Linked DNA regions of Mus musculus: regions 1, 2, 3, 4, 5 and 7 are each linked to region 6. Evidence: chromatin contacts called from public capture Hi-C and promoter capture Hi-C data. All regions are on one chromosome and are shown on one strand. The core of a region is the stretch at or near the end of the contact, and the rest is flanking DNA. Distances in the headings are between cores, read along the strand shown. Region 1 holds the start of Nppc (natriuretic peptide type C). Region 2 overlaps Dgkd (diacylglycerol kinase, delta). Region 3 holds the start of Pde6d (phosphodiesterase 6D, cGMP-specific, rod, delta). Region 4 holds the start of Dis3l2 (DIS3 like 3'-5' exoribonuclease 2). Region 5 holds the start of Usp40 (ubiquitin specific peptidase 40). Region 6 holds the start of Gigyf2 (GRB10 interacting GYF protein 2). Region 7 has its middle 19 kb from the start of Gm41908.

The links. Promoter capture Hi-C pulls out the DNA fragments that hold promoters and counts their contacts. Capture Hi-C pulls out chosen DNA fragments and counts their contacts.
Region 1: a contact with region 6 is called in a promoter capture Hi-C map of hippocampal neurons, with 5 times the contacts expected there. The contact joins the promoter of Nppc here to the promoter of Gigyf2 in region 6. A contact is called at or near these places in 6 of 39 promoter capture datasets (3T3-L1-derived adipocytes, cranial neural crest, hippocampal neurons and 2 more) and 2 of 115 datasets of contacts at active chromatin or transcription factors (astrocytes and pancreatic cancer cells).
Region 2: a contact with region 6 is called in a promoter capture Hi-C map of liver, with 2.6 times the contacts expected there. The contact joins the enhancer-like site here to the promoter of Gigyf2 in region 6. A contact is called at or near these places in 5 of 39 promoter capture datasets (hematopoietic stem and progenitor cells, hippocampal neurons, liver and 1 more) and 1 of 115 datasets of contacts at active chromatin or transcription factors (astrocytes).
Region 3: a promoter capture Hi-C map of liver shows a contact between it and region 6, with 9 times the contacts expected there. The contact joins the promoter of Pde6d here to the promoter of Gigyf2 in region 6. A contact is called at or near these places in 11 of 39 promoter capture datasets (the 3T3-L1 cell line, 3T3-L1-derived adipocytes, the C10 cell line and 5 more), 2 of 484 Hi-C or Micro-C datasets (B cells and CD4 T cells), 7 of 115 datasets of contacts at active chromatin or transcription factors (the 230-238 cell line, astrocytes, bone marrow-derived macrophages and 4 more) and 2 of 9 other capture datasets (adipose tissue and macrophages).
Region 4: a contact with region 6 is called in a capture Hi-C map of macrophages, with 5 times the contacts expected there. The contact joins the promoter of Dis3l2 here to the promoter of Gigyf2 in region 6. A contact is called at or near these places in 3 of 39 promoter capture datasets (hippocampal neurons and liver), 1 of 484 Hi-C or Micro-C datasets (the G1E-ER4 cell line), 1 of 115 datasets of contacts at active chromatin or transcription factors (astrocytes) and 1 of 9 other capture datasets (macrophages).
Region 5: a contact with region 6 is called in a promoter capture Hi-C map of liver, with 6 times the contacts expected there. The contact joins the promoter of Usp40 here to the promoter of Gigyf2 in region 6. A contact is called at or near these places in 7 of 39 promoter capture datasets (the C10 cell line, cranial neural crest, embryonic stem cells and 3 more), 1 of 115 datasets of contacts at active chromatin or transcription factors (memory CD8 T cells) and 3 of 9 other capture datasets (adipose tissue, liver and macrophages).
Region 7: a promoter capture Hi-C map of liver shows a contact between it and region 6, with 4 times the contacts expected there. The contact joins the enhancer-like site here to the promoter of Gigyf2 in region 6. A contact is called at or near these places in 6 of 39 promoter capture datasets (the 3T3-L1 cell line, hippocampal neurons, liver and 1 more) and 2 of 115 datasets of contacts at active chromatin or transcription factors (astrocytes and trophoblast stem cells).

Annotation. Positions count from the first base shown.
Region 1 is chr1:86,669,209-86,671,908 of GRCm38.p6, reverse strand. Nppc (natriuretic peptide type C) reads left to right here and starts at 1,336. Exons shown (of 3, transcript NM_010933.5): 1 at 1,336-1,560; 2 at 1,955-2,265. The coding sequence starts at 1,471. The coding sequence ends at 2,245.
Region 2 is chr1:87,923,819-87,926,518 of GRCm38.p6, reverse strand. Dgkd (diacylglycerol kinase, delta) reads right to left here. Exons shown (of 30, transcript NM_177646.3): 11 at 2,308-2,447; 12 at 1,955-2,039; 13 at 731-825; 14 at 547-646; 15 at 195-468. Among named protein-coding and RNA genes, the nearest start is that of Gm19582, 71 kb to the right of the region's middle. Within about 2 kb of position 1,413, at least 5 of the 459 cell types and tissues checked have an H3K27ac peak or open chromatin away from gene starts, as enhancers often do. A contact at or near this core is called in liver, where this site is marked.
Region 3 is chr1:86,581,496-86,584,350 of GRCm38.p6, reverse strand. It overlaps Pde6d (phosphodiesterase 6D, cGMP-specific, rod, delta), which reads left to right and starts at 1,566. Exons shown (of 5, transcript NM_008801.3): 1 at 1,566-2,051. The coding sequence starts at 2,002. It overlaps Cops7b (COP9 signalosome subunit 7B), which reads right to left and starts at 1,430. Exons shown (of 8, transcript NM_172974.3): 1 at 1,255-1,430.
Region 4 is chr1:86,702,411-86,705,110 of GRCm38.p6, reverse strand. Dis3l2 (DIS3 like 3'-5' exoribonuclease 2) reads right to left here and starts at 1,307. Exons shown (of 21, transcript NM_153530.2): 1 at 1,240-1,307.
Region 5 is chr1:88,007,174-88,009,955 of GRCm38.p6, reverse strand. It overlaps Usp40 (ubiquitin specific peptidase 40), which reads left to right and starts at 1,405. Exons shown (of 32, transcript NM_001198573.1): 1 at 1,405-1,518; 2 at 2,514-2,731. The coding sequence starts at 2,533.
Region 6 is chr1:87,325,577-87,328,439 of GRCm38.p6, reverse strand. It overlaps Gigyf2 (GRB10 interacting GYF protein 2), which reads right to left and starts at 1,442. Exons shown (of 29, transcript NM_146112.4): 1 at 1,348-1,442.
Region 7 is chr1:86,606,889-86,609,588 of GRCm38.p6, reverse strand. No RefSeq gene overlaps it. Among named protein-coding and RNA genes, the nearest start is that of Gm41908, 19 kb to the left of the region's middle. Within about 2 kb of position 1,333, at least 7 of the 459 cell types and tissues checked have an H3K27ac peak or open chromatin away from gene starts, as enhancers often do. A contact at or near this core is called in liver and trophoblast stem cells, where this site is marked.

The sequences.
Region 1 (2,700 bases), core at 87-2,586, 660 kb after region 6:
CTGGAAGGAGCTTGTGGTCCTCATTTGGAGTCTTTGGGTTGCATGCTAGGAAAGGACGAGGAAGTAGACGGCACACTCAGTACACTCTTGCTTCCTCTGTATCCTCCAGAAGCATTGGGTCCTCTAGACCCATGTCCATCCCAGCAGTCTTCCCACTACCCTCTCTTCCCACTTCCCTTTCTCTGTAAGAAGCTAACTGGCTCCTGCTTCTCGTCCTCTCTCCCAGGCTCTTTGCTCCATGAGACCACAGGGACCCTGCCAACATTCATTTCCCTCGCTCAAGCCTGCATCCTGCTCAGGAGAAGGGACACAAACTCTTGCACATCACTCCATTCTTGAAACTACAAGTTCTCTCGTGGCTCTAAATTGCAGAGCTCCCTAGAGTCCGATGGACCAAGATTCCAGGTCAAGGCGAGGAATTGTGTGCAGCAGAAATAAGTGGCCCGGTCCCTATAGCCAGAAGGCAACTACAACCCCAAACTCAATGGCGATGGCCTATTGAGGCTTGGAGCTGGTTAAAACCCAGTACTGCCCATAGTTTCTTAGGGTATTCAGGACACTAAAGTGGACATCTCCACCTTCAGGAAGGGCCAGTACATCACTGAAGGAAAGCTACCTGCCTCCTAACCTCCCAACACACACACACACACACACACACACACACACACACACACACACACACACAAACTCCTGGCTCACACTCGTGGGTTGATGACATCCTCTCACTCGTGGGTATCCGAGACTTACAAGTCTCCTTTGCAGCTACAACATTCAAGCTCTCCCTCCACTTCCCACTGGGATCTACTAACCCCATCCTCTGCCGCCCCCATGTTTGAGCGTGTAGACATGGTCAGCCCTTCCACCCTGGCTAGCGCGTGGCAGCATTTGTGAAGAGTTTGGAAACAGAGCGATCTGTGTAGATTTTGGGCCGCACCAACTTTCAACCTGTGTAACTTTGCATAAAGGACATTTCTTCTAAGCCTTTGCACCTGCAGAAGGAGTACAGACACGTATCAGGAGCAGCAGATACACAGCGCAGGGACGCCTAGAAGCCTGAGTACTAGGGCGAAGCGCATTCTACAAATGGAGTTCTTTTCTGCGCGCCGCTTTGTGGCTTTGAGCGCAGCGAGCCGAGCCGCCGGCTCCTTCGGAGGTGGGATGTGGGTTGGAGCAGAAGAGGGAGCCCCCGTGGCCCCCTCCCGGCCCCCTCCCGGCCCCCTCCGGGCCGTCGATTCGGCCGCGTGCGCTGTGCCATTGGCCCTGGAGGCCCGGTGGGCGGGAAGATGACATCAGCGGCAGGTTGGATTATAAAGGCTCCAGCGGAGCCACGGACTCAGAGCGCACCCAGCCGGCGCCGCACAGCAGTAGGACCTGTGCTCGCTTGGCAATCCTGCTCCGCATCCGCCTATCCGACTGCTCACCGGCAGTCCCGGCTGCAGACCGTCTGCACACCTCGGTCCCATCGGCACCATGCACCTCTCCCAGCTGATCGCCTGCGCCCTGCTGCTCGCGCTACTCTCGCTCCGGCCCTCTGAAGCCAAGCCCGGGACACCACCGAAGGTGGGTGCTGTCGCGGGGACGCTGGGCTTGTGAGGGGCGTGGAAAGATGTGGTGCGCAGGAGGGAGCAGAGAACCCGGAAAGGCAGACCCCCTCGGACTTGCTCCCTCAAAGCGGGGACTTCTCGGGTTCATTTCCCAGCCTCGGGAGAATGTCGACACATGCACACCTCCCGTGCCCCAATGTGCCCAGCATGACCTGCGGCACGGGAAGAGCAATGGGCTCCCCGGAGGAGCAGGCAAGAAGGCTGCGTGGCAGGTGGATGCTGGACTCAGCTGTCCCGCATCGGTGGAGGCACGCTCATGGCTGAGAAGGGCCACGCCACTCTGGGCCCCGTAAAAGTCATCTATGCTACATCGGTGCACTCTTTCACCTGTCCACTCTTTTCTCCGACAGGTCCCGAGAACCCCGCCAGGGGAGGAGCTGGCGGATTCCCAGGCAGCTGGTGGCAATCAGAAAAAGGGTGACAAGACTCCAGGCAGCGGGGGAGCCAATCTCAAGGGAGACCGATCGCGACTGCTCCGGGACCTGCGTGTGGACACCAAGTCCCGGGCTGCTTGGGCCCGCCTTCTGCACGAGCACCCCAACGCGCGCAAATACAAAGGCGGCAACAAGAAGGGCTTGTCCAAAGGCTGCTTTGGCCTCAAGCTGGACCGGATCGGCTCCATGAGCGGTCTGGGATGTTAGTGCAGCTACCCCTGGCGGCGGTAAGTAACACCATCGGACGCTCCCCGCTCGCCTAGCTCTGCACCCAAGAGAGCCAAGCTCTTATCACTGTCCTTCGCAGACTGTTTGGTTTCCTCCCTGATCCCTATGTTCTGTGACCTTCCCCCAACCAATTTAGGCATGGGATCAAGTGTACCCAGACATTTGCCTGCCACCTCACATATCCCATTTTACAGATTTAAAAAACAACAACAACAAAAAAGTGAACACGGGCCAGGTCAGAGACCAGGTTCAGCCTTAGAGTACTCCATCTGGCTTCCTCTAGAAAAATAGAGACAGGCTTATGCAGTCCCAGCCTCCAAACCCACCACTGACCACTGGCCAGCTAGCCAACTGGAAACTTGTTAGAGAGATCCTGGAAAGAGGGAGAGAAAGATGTACCACCAGCCCTGTGCCAGCAGCCAAGCAGTCAAGTG
Region 2 (2,700 bases), core at 164-2,663, 600 kb before region 6:
TGGTAAAGTGAGAGGGAGAGCACCGTGTCAAGTGTGGTCCTAGGGCAGTGAGAGGGTAGGTAGGAGAGAGTGAATGGTCGACAGGGTTTGGGAACTGTCATATGAAGATGGAGGTGGGGAAGTCCTTGGGTCTATAACTACATCCAGGGAATCTGGGAACTCCAGTGACACCTAGGGACTCAGAGACCCATTACCTTTTTCTGTGTGCTCTATAATCTGGCGAATTGCTTTCTTCAGGCTGTTGGCTCTCAGCATTAGCTGCTCCCGGGGCCGGAAGATCTGTGGCCGGGAGGGGCATGCCGAGCCCACCAAATGGTCCCCAGTAGAGCTACAGATGTTGCCTGATCCGTCCCCATCCTCAGCCTCCTCAGCAATGGTAGGAGGTGGGTTAGACAGAGAGGATGAAGCCTGAGACTCGTCATCCAAGGTCTTGAGGAGAGAGTCCAGTTTCTCTTTCAAGACAGAGCACTGGATTCAAGAAATAGCAGCATGAGAGCAAGCTCCTCTGCACCAGCTGCTCCACCTACCCTGTGCCTGGGAACCTACCTTCTTGGCCATGACCTCTGACTCCTGCGAGCTCTCTGTCGTCTTCTCATAGGCCTTGCCCACTCGAGCCACAAAGTCCTTCACTGTCTCACAGAGCACTCTGTAGGACAGAAGGCAGCTTGGCTGGGACCCTGCAGAGCAGCAGCGTGCCGCCTCTCTGAGTCCCCAGAGCCCCACTACTCACTTGGCTGATGAGATCACCACAGAATGCTGGTCCGAAGTTAAGATTTTAGAAAGATGAGCTGCGACTGAGTCTTCATAGAAGAGAATTTGCTGCACCTATAATCATACCAAAACAGGGGGCAGTTAGTCCCACAGTCTACTGTGAGCGCCATTAGTGTCTGACTTGGGAGTTTTCTTCGGCCCTTCTGGTCCATCCTCTCACAGAACAGACCATCTCTAAACACTATCAGGGCTGTCCACCGCTAAGGGAGCGAGGACAAAAGTGTCACCAACCTGTGGACAGACTAAATGATGAGTCAGAACTAAACAATCCCTATCAGAGCCCCCGACAGACTATGGCTCTTCAGGCAGGACAGTGAGAAAGCCTGAAAGCCCTGGCGTAAACCCCAGTCTACCTTCAGTAGTGCGCTCGCTCGTGGCCAGGCAGTGCAGAAGCTTCCTTTTGCCCTGACCAGGAACTCTGTCTCTCAGCTCCACCGTTCTCTGTCCACCCCATAGCAAGCAAACCTTCTCACAGGTCAAAGAGAAACTATCTGTGCCAGTCTCAGACATTTTCCTGGGTACTTTTCTCAGGCTCCACACAAATATTCTCAAAACAAAAGCACAGGCCACGCTCCACCTGTGAAGCCATAAAAAGTAGGCTTGGCTTGGCTTGCTGACTGCTACTGTCCTTGACCCCTTGGGCTTGTCAGACCAGTCACCTAGCAGGACCAACACTGCATGTGCCCAGCGGAGCAGTTAGGACATAAACACAAATCAGGATCTCAGAACTGAATCCCTGGAGTGGCCACTGCTCAGCACAGAGGACTGGAACTGGTGCTGAAGCGGTGTGTGCTAACTACAAGGGCAGCACAGATGTCAGAGAGAGACAGATGAGCATGGAGACTTCCGGAAGCAGACAGGAGGAGGCTGTATAGGAAGAACAGCAGACTGCATAAGTGCTGAGCATAAGATGTCACAAGGGGTTAGGCATCGGAAAGCACCTCCCAACAGTCATGAAGCCCTAGAGTTGAGCCTGCTCAGCCTCAATCTCAGCCCAAGGCTCTTCCTGCACTCCTTCAGAACCACAAAAGGGACAAGGATGTAGTAAAAAAGCTGAGTACATGACAATCACATGTGGGGCTTAAATAGCAGGTGGTGGACTGGGGGTCAGCTCAGTGCCAAGTGTGAGAATTGAAGTGCCATTCCCAGCACTACAAGAGAAAGAGCAAGCAAATGGTGGTACCTCTGAGTCCTCGCTGAAGTCCTCAGTGACAGTGGAGGAGGAGGCCTGCCGAGGGAGCTTGGTCTCATATGCCATGACACTCCACCTGCACAGGCCCAAAGTCAGCTCAGCTGCAGAATACCCACTAACACCCAGGGATCTGCAGGGCCCCATCCCCCAACCAACCCCTCACTGCTCCAATGTCATAGTCTGGTGCCTTTATCTTAGTTGTATTCTGACTGTTTGAGTTTTCTGGTTTTCTTGAGACTAGGGCTAGTCTTAGTCCTCACAAGTCTTAGAGTATGAAGCTTGGCCACAGAGGCCAATGCTTCTTGGTCCAGCTGCCATTCACACATCCTGGCTGCCCCACTCACCTGTCCAGCATCTTAGTGCTGGCCCTCTCCAGCTTTGCCAAGATCTGAGGAAGCTGTGTATCATCATCACAGGCAGAGCCCCAGCCAAGAACACGGGCCAGGTCGTTCCCTGTCCCCAGGGGCAGCACACCTAGCTGACACTGGTGGAAAACAGTGAGGAAAACATTCCTTAGACAGCAAGTCTAAGAACCATTCTCATGCAGTACACACTCTGTTGACACCATCAATAGCCACAATAAGTGTAGGAAGTCTGATTTGAAGTATGTGGCCTGTACCTTCTCAGTAGAGCCCACTAGAGGGGACAGATGGGCTTTGTGATCACCAGCAGATACCAGGATCCCCAGCCCTTCCTCACTTATTCAACATGTCTTGGCAATCAAACCTTGCTGGTTT
Region 3 (2,855 bases), core at 317-2,816, 740 kb after region 6:
GATTTCTGAGTTCGAGGCCAGCCTGGTCTACAGAGTGAGTTCCAGGACAGCCAGGACTACACAGAGAAAAACCCTGTCTCCCCCCCCCCCCAAAAAAAAAACAACAAAAAACCAATTCCTCATGCTGTGGTGACCCCCATCCCTAAAATAATTTTCATTGCTACTTCAGAACTGTAATGTTTCTACTGTATGGATCATAATGTAAACATTTTTGGAGATAGCGGTTTGCCAAAGGGATTTTTGACCCACAGTTTGAGAACCACTGCTTTAAGTTCAAATGTCATTTCCACCATGAAGTTTTGCCAGCTGTTAAAGGCACGTCACCAGAACCTCTAAGGCATTCTCCACTTGATCTTGACTAAAAGGCCAACAAGTAATCCTCTGTGGCATTCTGATATCTTTTCTTTTATGCCACTTGTCAACTCCATCTTGAATCTCCTTATCTCCCTAATCAGTTATGTATCTTCTGAATAACAGTGGCCTATCTTTTACTTAATTCAGTACCCAACCAAAACCAAAAACCAAAACAAGGTTTGTTGAGTTACTTGGAAGAAAAACAAACAAAATGGGTGGGTGATCAAATGGGTGGAGTGGGAACAAGAACAGGAAAGAAGGCCAGAGGAAGGACACAGGCGTCTCCAAGGAAACAGAGGGTTAAACCAACTTTATCTACTTTCTGGGGGAAAAACAATCATTAAATGTCAACTTGAATGTCAAAAAAGCAAATAAAAATAGCAAGACCTATCTAGTCTGAGGATAAAGGACTGTCACACCAGCTCCTTTCAGGAAATCCATGAAATAAATGCTTTCCTATTTTCTGGGTGTTTCAACACTAGTTCAGAAACTGTTCATTAAGGAGAAAAACAATCACATTGCCATGCTTCTAAAAATATTACCTCCCTAGTGTAGTGTAGATACTAGATGACAGGTCAGTAGATGTAAAGCCAGATTTTAACTGTGTCAATTTGCTGTGCTCTCTGGCCAGTCTCTGCCTCACCGGGTCTCTATTTCCTCATATTTAAAAACAAAAGATAAAGAGATTGGATTGGCAAAATCTTTTAAGTCTTCCTGTACTAACATTGAGTATAAACAATCTTTAGCTCACCCAGTCCAAAGCAGAAATATAACATAAACCCTGCAAAACAAGTAAAAATGAACTCCAGACTAATAAACTAACACTATTTGAGGAGGTCATTTTGTTCTGTTATCTCTCGTGGCTTAATATGTGGTTTTGTTGGTGGTTTGCAGTCTTACCATGGTTTGCAGACTCCTGAGTTCCATGTAAACAGAAGTTAACTGTCGGTGGGTTGTCACGTCTCCGGGGTAAAAGAAGACCTTCCTGCTGGGTTTCAAGTAACAGGATTCAGAAACCAACCCCATAGGAGGATTTCAAATATGTGCACACTGCTCGGCACACTGGAACCCAAGTTAAAAAGATGGAGCGCATAGTATGCTGGGACTTGTAGTCCCTGGCCTCTAATGGTGCGCTGGGATCGCCTGTGCTCTCTGGGATGCTGGGAAATGTAGTTTCTGCCACCTTGTACAGTGCAGCCTGCCATAGTCTCAGACCACTAGTGTGCCCGGCAACAAGAGCAGGCATCTCAAACGCCTCTGAAGATTTCAAGCCATCGCTCCTCTGGGACAAACTCTAGGCAACAACACGAAAGAAAATTCTGTCCTCCGGGACTCTCCAAGAGGGCCTTTCCCACTGACGCTCTCCGTCCCCGAGCGAAGCCGCTGAGCGTTGCTATTGGCTACTCAAGATGCCAATCGCCAAGGCTGGCTTGTCATTGGTTTCAAGGCGGGAGCTCCACGACTAGAGGGAAGGAGAAGGGATCAGGAGCGGGAGCTGAGGGGAGGGAGAGGCCGGTTCGGGTCTGGCCGCCACCGCTGTTCACCTGAGGTGTCCGGCCGGGCTGCGGCTGTCCTCGGTTCCTGGGTACCGTCTGCGAGGCCCCGCGGAGCCAGCGTGGGAGGGCCGCGGGCGGCAGGCGCCGCATCATGTCAGCCAAGGACGAGCGGGCCAGGGATATCCTGAGAGGCTTCAAACTGTATCCGCCCGGGAGCAGGGGCGGGGCTGGGAGGAGGCCGTGGCTCTAAGGAGCCAGGCTTTGGCAGGGGCGTCAGGTGGGCACCGGGGAAGAAGGGCTACGAGAAGGGGCAGGAAAGGAACTGTGTGCCGGGCCCCCGGGAGGGACCGCGAACGGGAGGCAGGCACAGGGGCACCCTGAGGGAGAAAGGGGACGTTGATGGAGCCTGGGGGGGGGGGGGGGCGGGGGGGAGGATGGAGGTGGAGGAGCCCCGGGACCTGGCTACTGCGAGAAGAGTTCCCATTTGAAATTAGGGTCCTGAAGGCCGGGAGGCCAGAAGGGGGCTGCAGTCCCCACGCAGAGGCTGAGGGAGTGCAGCAAGCTGGCCTCCTAGCCTGCCTAGGAGCGACTTTGGCGGGAAGCCCAGGGTGGGAGCAGGAGAAAGTGACTCCAAGCAAGTGACCTTGTATGTGGGGGATAATGTACCCCATCCCACCCCACCACACACACATCCGTCTTGTTTTCACAACTTTTCTTCCTCACTTGTGGCTTCTTATAGGGCTGGAGTAGTGGAGAGGTGGGGAAAGAGAAATTAAAGACGGACCCCATCTTAACACTTTGTTGGCCTTTGGAGCATTAACATCTCAAGTTCTCTTTCCAGCGAGATGAGAAATAGGAGGTGTGTGAGATGCATGAGGTACTTTGGTTTTGAACCGACTCCCGGCAAAATTATCTTTGGCATTGCTGAGGTTAACGCTTTATTATGGTGAAGCTGTTCACAATTACTTGATTGTGTTGAGGACACCATATGATATCAGAATTCGT
Region 4 (2,700 bases), core at 58-2,557, 620 kb after region 6:
AGTCTCACGTATTAAACAGTAACTCTGCTTAAACTGTTGTGTTTTACATAAAAATAAGACTGACTGCAGAAGCAAAAGATCTAGACGGGGTAAGAACATGGTGTGTTCTTAAAGAAATGGATCAGGATCAGAGTGACTTTAATTTTTTAAATAAGAACTAAACCACGTGAAAACGTTTCCCAAGCCCTAAAGAATATTATTTACAAAATTATTTCATTCGCTCAGTTCCCTCCAATACATAGTGTATCTATCCTTTAGAGGCAAATCAACTATGTTCCTAAAAGTCCCACCCCCTAACCTACTACACAGCACTGAATACCTACCACATAGATTGTATTTAATCATATGTCATCTTCTTGTTTTCCCAATGGTGGAATGTGTACAACCTCGTATGTCTTCTAAAACTTATTTCAAGTGCATTAACACTACAGGTGCTTAGTACTGAAACTAAATGATACCATTTTCAATGATGAATCTCAAAAGGCTCCTGAATTTTATTCCTAAATAATTCTGCAAATTGTTCACAGCTATGTTTTCACGCCATCATTCTATTAAGAACAGCAATGTCTAAGGTCTTTTTGGTGTCACTTGTCCAAACTCAAAAGAGGTTTTCGGTGCCACTGTTATCTTTTGAAGTGTAAATCAGAGATATATTTACACCTGGCCCTATTTAACGGAGTAAATTTTACTTGCAATCTTTCCCAAGATTAGTCAGGTCCCAGGACGTCCCTTCTGTATAAAACTGGACACCACAACAGCTAAAATACAATATACTGTCCACAGCTCATTCCTAACTGCAAAGCTAACTCCCGGGGAAATAAATGCTCGGTTCAAAGCGTATAGACACCTGATAAAGTCTATATCACTTTGGAAAGCTCGGGTGATCAGCAAGCGCTGCCGCTCATCACTCCGGAGGCACCACAAGCCTATCAGCCTCCATCAGGACCCACGAGAGAACACGTCCCCAGGTGCCCCAAGCCTCGGAAAGTCGCGGCTTCCCAGACACCGACTCCAGTCCCCTCTCCCTCCTCTCGCACTGAACTGAAATATAAAAAGTTAGGGCCCACGGGGCGTGAGGAGCCTGAGGCCGGGTCGGGGCCGGCGGAAGGCGACCAGAGGCGCCGCGGTCGGGCGCCCCGTGAGGCTAGGACGCACGGTCCCGGCCGCGAAACGCGGCGCGGAGGGAAGGCCAGGCCGGACGGCCGGGGCGTGCGCAGGGGGAGGGGGCAGGAGCCTCACCGTCGCTCCCGGGAGGCCGGCGGCGCCGCAGACCCGCAGTTGCTAGGGAGAATGCGCTTCCGGGTCACGAGCGAGCGTTCCGAGAGCGACGGTGGCCGGGTTGAGCCAAGAGCGAAGCGCGGGGCTAGTGGGCGGTGGAGGCGGTGGTCGCTGCAGGACCACGGGATTGAATGAGGGGCGGTACGAGGCTCATCCCGCGTGGGCGGCTCCCGCCTTAGCGACAGCAGCCTTTCTGACTGGGGTCCCTCTCGCGCTATCTGGATCCTAAACCCACCACCCAGCCGTTGTCACGTTGCAGGTTCCACCTGACTTTTGGATGCTCTCAGCACCAACGCCACCACCTTCCTAGTTACCAAGTCTTTATTCATCCAAGCATTGGCCCATCACTCCTTCACTGGACACCTGTACAGGACTAGGTGCATTGTTGGCACGCGCAGGCTGGTAACCAGAGAGGTGACAGTGTCCAGCTAGCTCAGATGAGCGAAGGAAGCTATAAAGCCTGTGCGAGAAAGGCTAGCCTAGGCAAAAGAAGAGAAGAGCAAAGAAACCTCAACCAAGTGGAGGGGGAGAGAAAGTGGGTCAAGCCATGGAATACCTGCAATGTGGTGTTAAGGCTGCAGGAAGGCAGCATGGCCTGATAGGCAAATGGATCAAAAATTGAAAACATGAGGACTCTGAACCACAGAGAAGGAAACCCAAAGAGCGTCCTGGGAAGTATGAAAAGGAAACAAACAAACAAAAAAAGTTAGTGAGGAGCTGGTCACAGCTGCCAACTGTTGTGGAGATCATGTGTTCAGTGATGCCAGTAGAATAATCAAAATTCAATACTACAATGTCAAAGTAGGGAGTGGAGTGCACTTCATTGGACTGTGAGTCTTTTCATGATTGGTTTAACCAGCTGTCTACGTGTGAAGGAGGCAGCTTCGTTTTTCTCCATGTAGCGTCAAGAAAAGAAGATATGGGAAACTTCTGGATTTCTTCCTGCTTTAAGAAGCCCCACCTTGGTATAACTTCCATGCTTGCTTAAGGAATGAGCCTGCGGATTCTTATTTTATTTTATTTTTTCTCGCTCCTCCTCAGATCCTTTCAGAACCCTTAGACAAACTTGCGTGTAAGCAAACCTTGCCTGTTCTAACTGCAGAGAATAAATGGCAGAGGTTTGGGGATTCTGTGACTAGTAAGCAGGATAGTGGAAACAGGGATGGGGAAATCCAGTAGAGACAAAGAACAAAGGATTGGAAAAACAAACAAACAAACAAATGGGGTATGGGTGGGGGGCAGAAATGGGAGGTGAGCTAAGAAAACCAAAAATAAACTCAAGAATAGAATGGCAAGGACAAAGGAAGGAGAGTCAAGATCATTAGTGTCTAAGACCACATTTTGACTGAACATCTGGTGTGAAGGCTGAGTGCATGTACTACCATGACTCCTAAGTCTAGTGAGCCTGTCTTCCTCATGTGA
Region 5 (2,782 bases), core at 156-2,655, 680 kb before region 6:
CTAGGTTGCTTTCTATTGCAGTGATGAACACCACCAGTAAAAGCAACGTGGGGAGAAAAGGGTTCATTTCAGACAGCTCACAGTTCATCACGAACTCAAGGCAGGGCAGCAACTCAAGGCAGGGACTAGAGGCAGAACCTGAAGTGGAGGCCATGGAGAAACCCTGCTCTCTGGCTTGTTCCCTCTGGGTCACTCAGTTTGTTTTTTATACAACCCAGGTCCACCTTCCCAAGGTTGGCACCACCCATAGTGGGCTGGGTCCTCCCACATTAATCATTCATCAAGAAAATGTCCCCACACTTGCCTCCAGGCCAATCTTATAGAGGTATTCTCTCAGCATCTGTTCCCTCTTTCCATGTGACCCTAGCTTGTGTCCCGTTTACAAACAAAACAAAATAAAGTACAAAAACAAACAACCTACCAAGAAAAAAAAAAAGTAATCAAAACCTAACTAACAAGCACATGGGTGTAAGGGGATATAGCTGCCCAGAGGGAAGCCACCTATGCCTGTGGATCTTGGCTTACAGTGTTGAGTTTTGGTCAGGGAATAAAAGTTTAAGGTATAGCTGTGATTTTTAAATAGGAGGATAAAGTACCATAAGACAGAAAGAGATATGGCCAGGAAAGCAAAGTGAAGGGGAGGTTGCTAAAAAGCAAAGTGGTCCTCCACCTGGAGTACTGAGAGCTGTGTACTCTCCCAGTCCATTTCCTGGCCCAGACCCCTTATTCCTAGCCAATGGTCATCTCCAGTCCTTTCCTCCCAACACTTCCTCAGCGTTCTAGCCACACCAGCCTCCCTCAAATGTTCCAAAGACAAATCCCTTGGACTGATGGTCACTTGGACTCTGCCACCCTCAACCCCCATCACCCTCCATCTTTATTCCTGTTCTCCATCTCTTAAACTCTCAGCTGAAATAAAAATTAGATTTCACCTGTTTCCTTCATTCACATCCTGATAGAGGTTGGAGGAGACGAGGGAGATACAAATGGGGTCTGTGCAAAGGATGGGAAGTAACCTATCCGAAGAGCTCCAGCAGGACAGACAGTTTTGTGTGCATACATGCTTGCATGGTTATATATAAACTACTTAAGGTGGATTGAAGGCGATGTAAGAAGGTTCACAGAACGTAGAGCATTTTCACAAGTTTTGTATCAGAGATATACTTTGAAGAGGAAAAACTGTTTTAAGGTTCTTTTGTTATCCTAGAGCAGAGACTATATAAATACATACTCCACTTAAATGGTGAAAGCTCTAACAGAATGTGGCTCCAACGCTTTTTGCAGGCAGCAATAAATACAAATTTTAACTTGTAAGCCGTCTGGAAAAAGAGCAGTATAACTACCCATAAATCTCCGCGTGGCGCGACGCACCCTGGGAAGTGTAGTCGCATCTGGGGTGGGGGTGGGTGGTTGGAAATCACTTTCCAGAGACACGGCCTCCTCGGCATGGCGGTGCCCGTTCGGAGCGAGTTCGTTTACTCTGTGCTGTGGCCGGGGCGGGGGTCTGGGCTATAGGCAGTAAGTGGGGCTGGGGAACTGGGCGCAGGGAGGGACGAGGGCAGCGTAGGGACGACGCCGGCGGCCTGGGGAGAGACGCCGGGCCTCTGCTGGCAGCGCGTCAGGGGTCGGGCCGCGGGGACGCGCGCCTGGTCGCGCTCCTGGGCGCTGGGCGGCTTGGTGGGCGGCAAGGCCTCTGGAGCGGCGTGACGGGAAGCCAGCCCGCGAGCTAGCTCGAGGCCTGCCTCGCGAGTTCCATTTCTTGAGCTTTTGTTCAGAGGACTGTGTTGGGAAGGAAGAAAACTGCATTTTGGCCATTCCTATCACTTAAGAGAGTGTTCTCAGCGTTTTACCCCAAATGTCCCTTCCCCACACAAGAAACAGAACAGATTCCCGCAGGTCCCCACTTCTGCAGTTGGATTCCTGGGTATGTTTTGGAAGGCCATTGGACTCCATGGCTCTAATGACCAGAGTTTTTCTTCCTCAAGGTACTTACTCCTGGCTCTCTAGTTTAGGGCCAAAGTGCTGAAACTACTGTCAAGATTAATGTGATAGGGTTAAGTCACTGAAACGCTGTGATCTGGTACTGTGTATGAAGGGATGGGGGAAGCTGAGATTTCATAATTGATGAAGGCTCCTCCCCTTCTCTCCCCCCCCCCCTCATTTAGTGATGTGGAATCCAAGAATAGTTATCGGTTCTTGTGGGTCAAGCCCTTTGTACTCAGTAACCTTTCTTTTGTCATGTGACTGGTTTAATTTACCTATGAAAAATACGCAGCCCCATTTTACATAGAAGTAAATGTTAGCTAAAATAACTTGTCCAGGATCACACAGGTTAATCAGGACCCCGTGTAGGTAGGAAAGACAAGTCAGGTCTCGCTTTCTCCAAAACACAAACTACTGTGTTTTCTGAAGAACGATTTAACAAAACAGCTACGCTCGAATAATAAGAGAAAATTGGGGGTGGAGGTACATTTAAAGAATGGAAACATTTATGTAACATATTTTCTTTAAAGGATAGCGTTTAGTTCCACCATGTTTGGGAACCTATTTGAAGAGGATTATTCCAGTGTGTCAAGTAGTCAGTATGGAAGAGGGAAGAAATTAAAGACTAAAGGTTTGGAGCCGCCTGCCCCTAGAGAATTCACCAATTTAAGTGGAATCAGAAATCAGGGTGGAACCTGTTACCTCAGCTCCCTTCTTCAGACGCTTCATTTCACACCTGAATTCAGAGGTATGCTATGTGACATGCATTTGAATAATATGTACCGTGGGCTTTATATGT
Region 6 (2,863 bases), core at 193-2,692:
TGTCAAGTACCAAAAAAGGTATGGTCTTTTTCTTTCTAGCAAATCACCAACATCTTCAACGTTGGTATTTTTCCAGACATATGTCACTTCTAAATGTTTTCCTAGTGTCTTCTTATGTGACAGTGAAGTACATATCCCAGTCTAGGCAATCTAAAAGCTGCTACATTAGGGAAATATCATTAAATGAAGACAAAGTATATGTTCTAACCAAAAGGAAAAATTCTGCCAGTCAGAGCCACAAAAAAGGATGAAAACTCATGTACAAAAAGTAGGATAATAGTTTTTGTAATTTAGGAAGTCATTTGTTACTAAAGAGGAGTAACTACATAAGGAAGACTACAATCCCTGTATACAACACTCTGAAACATAATTACCTATAATTCAAGGTAGATGGGACTAGGTGGGAAGCCATCACTGATTGAGTCCCTTCATTTCTTAAGTTATGTTGGAATACTTACCTTCCTAATAGAACCACTAGGTGTGTTTAAGTGCTTTGACTTTCGAGAAAACTGGAGGTGAGGGGAGACCGTACTAGATAAATGCAAAGCAACGTTACTGCTTCCCAAACGCGGTCACACAATCAGCTCCTTTCACACCCTTCCTTACTTGCTGGCTTGATTTATATTTCAGCTACAAAACCAAAGTGTTCAAGAGTGCTTCGTGGGAAACTGCTTGCCCATTTCAAGCCGGTATGAACATTCGGGTCCCCGGGGCTGCCCGGGGCTCTACTTTCCCAAGCCTCTCAGTCCCAGGATCAGATCATGACTCCACCTTGCCTGGGGCCTGCTCAAGACCAGTCCTCCAGCCCTAGAAGCAGTCTTCCCCAGTCCAGATGCTCGGTGGAGAAGGCAAGGGCGCACCTCCCTGGGGCAGGTGCGGGCAGGAGCGCCGGCAGGAGCAGCTGTCGGCTCGCAGCAGCTGTTAGCCGGGGTACCCCGAGGCTGTGCGGGCGACCAGCCCCGAGGAGCGGGCAGCGGAAGGCGAACCCTCCGGCCTGACACTGCCCACCCCGCCTCCCGCCTCCTCTCCTCGGCTTCCCCCGCGATGCCACGGGGGCGAAAGCAGGGGGCTGCCCTCGGCCGGGACGCTCCCTGGACTGCCGGGACCCTCGCACGGGAGGAGGCTCCTGCTGACCTCGCACCTGCCCTGTCCCCAGGTCTGACGCCCCCAGCCGGCAGCGGCCGTGGCCGCTGCCGGGCAGCCTGAGTGTGTCCATGCGGCCGGCTCGGGCCGGAGCGGCGGGGACGCGACGGTGGGCGCCGGGCCACGGCAGCTCGGGGCGCTATGGCGGGGACTGGGCGCGGGATGGCCGCGGGCAGGGGAGACACACACCGAGCCACTGGTTACCTGCGGTCCGGGACAGGAGTCTCTCAGAACCCAAGTCAATCCTCAGCCTCAACAACACAAGATGGCCGACACGTCGCCACGCACGTCACGTGACCCCGCGCGCCGCGCCGCCCCCCGCCCCGCCTACATCCCCGCCTCACTCCCTCCCTGCTCTCCAGCTTCCCACGACATCGTTCCCTTCCTCGACGGCCTGCCCCTCCCCTCGGACACGCCCCTCCCTGAGACCCGGATGCAGGGCCGGGCGAGGACGGAGCCTGAGTAGCGCAGGCGCACAGTGGGGCCTTTGGCTGCATCTCCTATGGCCCTAGAGTTGAACTGGTGTCCCTAATTGGAGCCTGGCCAGAGGCCCTATGACTCACCGTCCGATGCACCCAATCCAGTGCCCGGTTGCAGTACAAAAATCTCCACATCATTTATGAGCTGGTTTTCCAAGCTAGAACTTTTCCACAGCATTTGGTCTAGCATTTTCCTGCCAGTTGGTCCATCATGGGGCAAATGGTAAAGCTGAAATTCAAAGCAGTTTCCTTTCTTATAGAACTGGAAATTCATCCTGGAGTACTGGAATGTGACAGCTGGGAAGGTTTTAAAAGTTCCTACACCTAGCCAGGCAGTGGTGGCTCACACCTTTAATCCCAGCACTTGGGAGGCAGAGGCAGATCGATTTCTGAGTTCAAGGTCAGCCTGATCTACAGAGTTCCAGGACAGCCAGGGCTATACAGAGAAACCGTGTCTCGAAAAACTAAAAAAAAGTTACTACACCCTTCCACTACATGTGGACCTACAACCCCCTTATATATACTGCCTTCCCATTTTAGGGTTGCGAGATAACGAATAGTAAACCCGGCAATACAGAATACAGGAAATTAATCTGCTGTCTTTCTGAAACTCATGTTTAGCTGGACATACTATATACTTTGATTTGCTAAACCTGGTACATCTACCATTTCAAGTCACCCGGGTCTTTCTGGGACCATTAGTCTTTTCCTGCCTTTCTACTACCTTTGGTGTTTGGGATCCACTCAGTTTCACACAATCACTGCAAAATATCCTCCAGCATTTATCATAGGTCTTCCCATCAACATAAACTTAAGTTTCAGAACACAGTGGCAGACTCCCAACCTAGTCGTTTGGGAGCCCTGGATTCAACACTTGGAAAAAAAATACACACACACACACACACATACATACATACATATATATATATATATATATATATATATACCAACTTCCTCCTCTGCCTCCCTTCCTGAGTCTTGATTCCCTTTCAAAGAGAGACTGTATAAAAGAGCATTAAATTCAGAGAATGATCATTAATCTTGACTGTGATCATTAATCTTGACTGTCAACATGATGGGATTTGGATTCATCATGGAAACAAATATCTGAGCAAATTTATGAGAGATTATCTAGATTATGTTATTTGATGTGGGGAAACCCGAGAGTAGGTAAAGTGGAAAATACCATTCCATTCCATAAGCTAGAATTCTATAGTGTATAAGACCTAAGTGAAAAAGCT
Region 7 (2,700 bases), core at 84-2,583, 720 kb after region 6:
GTTTTTGTTTTTATTGTTTGGGTTTGCACTGTCAGACAGCTACTTCCCTGCCCTGTCATTCATCATCATAATCACAATTTCGGTTGAGGGGTGTTAAAATGTCTGCTTGTATGTAGGCCAGACTGGGATTGAACTCAGAGACCCACTGGCCTTCCAAGTGCTGGAATTAGAGATGTGTGCCACTAAGCCTGGCTCTTTTTTTTTTTTTAATGTACACTTTAGTGTGTGCGTGTGCCCAAGTGTGGGCCTGCAGGCCATGGGGTGCTCCTGTTAGCCAGAAAACAATTTGAAGAAGTCAGTAGCGTACATACGTCCAGGACAGAACTCAGGTCATCTGGCTTGACCACGAGCAGCCTTCCCAATCTTTAATTTCTTGATTACCTTGTCTCATGAATAAATTATGATCATCCATTTCTTTCCAGCAAACTGTTGTCAATTTAAATTGCCATTTAAACTAATGATCCTAAGCTCTTGTGGTCCTCTCTGCTCATTTGTCTTTCATTGGTTTGATGGGTATTTTCCCTTTTCCTTTTGTATACTTAAAAAAGCTTGAGAGCCGGGCGTGGTGGCACACACCTTTAGTCCCAGCACTCAGGAGGCAGAGGCAGGTGGATTTCTAAGTTCGAGGCCAGCCTGGTCTACAAAGTGAGTTCCAGGACAGACAGCCAGAGCTATGCAGAGAAACCCTGTCTCGAAAAACAAAACAAAACAAAACAAACAAACAAACAAAAAGCTTGGATTTGTAATTTTGACTAGGCAGTTTACTTCTACTCATCTCTAATTTCTTTCCATCTATCCTGTTGTTTTGAGGACTCTCACACTTGTAGCCCAAGCTGGCCTGGAGCTCATTATGTAAACTAGGCTAGTCCTAGGCTAGTCTCCTGCATCACTTTGAGTGCAGGGATTACAAGCATCAGTTGGCTTCCCTCTCCTGTAATCTTATATGTTCTGACCTCTGGCTGCATTCCTAGCACACAAGTAAACCCAGTAAGGATGCTGATGAGCAGTTTTCAAGTTCCTGGAGTGGCAAGGGAGGTAGGAAAAGGATTGGTTCTAACAAGAAAGATATGGTTGAATCAAAACTTCAAATTCTCAGTTAGGTAAAGACTATTATGAACTGTATTGTGCCTACATTCATTTTGAAGGCCTCCACCCTTTTTGAGTGTATTTTAGAATGGGACCTTTGAAGAGGAAAGAGTGAAATGAGATCATGAAGGAAGAACTTGATCTGTAAACAGAGAAAAGGTCCTGTGAGGACAGAGAAGACATGAGGACAACCGTCTGCACACAAAGGACGCAGGCCTCTGGAGAAATTGATCTTGCCAACACAATGACCTTGGACTCGCAGCCTCCAGAACTGTGAGAAAATTGATTCTGTTGTTAAAGACACATGGCCTGAGGTGTTTTATTATGGCAACCACAAGAAACTTGGATGAGTAACTTCACTTATTGACAACACATGGGGAAATGGCCAGCTGGCTGTGCTTCTCACAGTGAACAACCACAGATGGAGAGCTGGGTGTTAGAGGTGAGCCACACAACCTATGGAGGGCATGTACAAGCAAAGAAGGGTCACAGTGGACCCCCAGCAAGCACAGACACTGGAGTCTGTGTTAGAGTCGGAATCTGCCATGTGCTCTCCTCCCTGAAGGCTTGTGGTTTGGTCCAGGGCAGTGGAGATGATATGGGATGGAGCCTGGCTGGAGGGGAGATATATCTTGTCCCAGGTCCTTCCTTTCATTTTCTTCACAGCTGCCTAAAAATAAGCAGTTCAGCTCCACCATGATGCTCTGCCCCGCCACGGCCCAGATACAATGGAGGCCAGGGACCATTGACTGAAGCTTCCCGTTTTCTCAAGTTATTTCTGTCATAGCAACAGAAAGCAACCTAACACATCCCTGGAGAACTTTTAAGGCTGGCGGAGAAACACAGGAAAGGCCTGGGGGCATCAGTGCCATGAAAGCTGAGAGAACACTCAGCAGTGCAAGCCGGTCAGAAAGCTGGAGGTCAATGGTCTCCTTGATGAAAAAGAAAAAGCAGCTGGGGGGGGGGGGGGGGGCGAAGGCAGGAGGAGGAAGCAGAGAGAGAAAAGGCAGGCAAGTGTCAAGAAGCCTGCTTGTTAAAAACAGAAAAAGCTGATGGTTAGAAAGAGACATTGGAACCAGAAAGGATCTCCCTGGGATATAAAATTCTTTGTCACATACAGGCACTGGAGATGGAAGATGTAGAATAAGAAATGGTGGGGTGGAGAAAAATTGGTCCAGGGAGCAAAACTGAACTCATCACAGTAAGAACAATGGAGGCAAGATATAGCTGTGTTTTCCTGGCCGATGCTCTCAGGTGGATCTCTGGGTTCAAGGACAGCCTGGTCTAGAGTGAATTCCAGGACAGCTGGGGTTACACAGAGAAACCCTCCCTGCCTTGGAAAAAATTAAATTAAATTAAAAAATAAATTGCATTTCAAAATTACCTTGCCAGTTGGGAAAAAGATGAACAGTAACTTGCTCACAGTGTGTTCCTGTCTGGGGTCTAGAGAGAGTAGTGGGAATATCTATGAGGCTGGGAGGTGTTCTACACTCTTAGGGTTTTTTTTTTTTTTTTTTTTTTTTTGAGAAGAACTTGTTTACCAAAACTTACCCAAAACGTATCCCATTAGAAAGATCAATACCCACAAAGACCTAGTAGTGAGATCAATGTGGG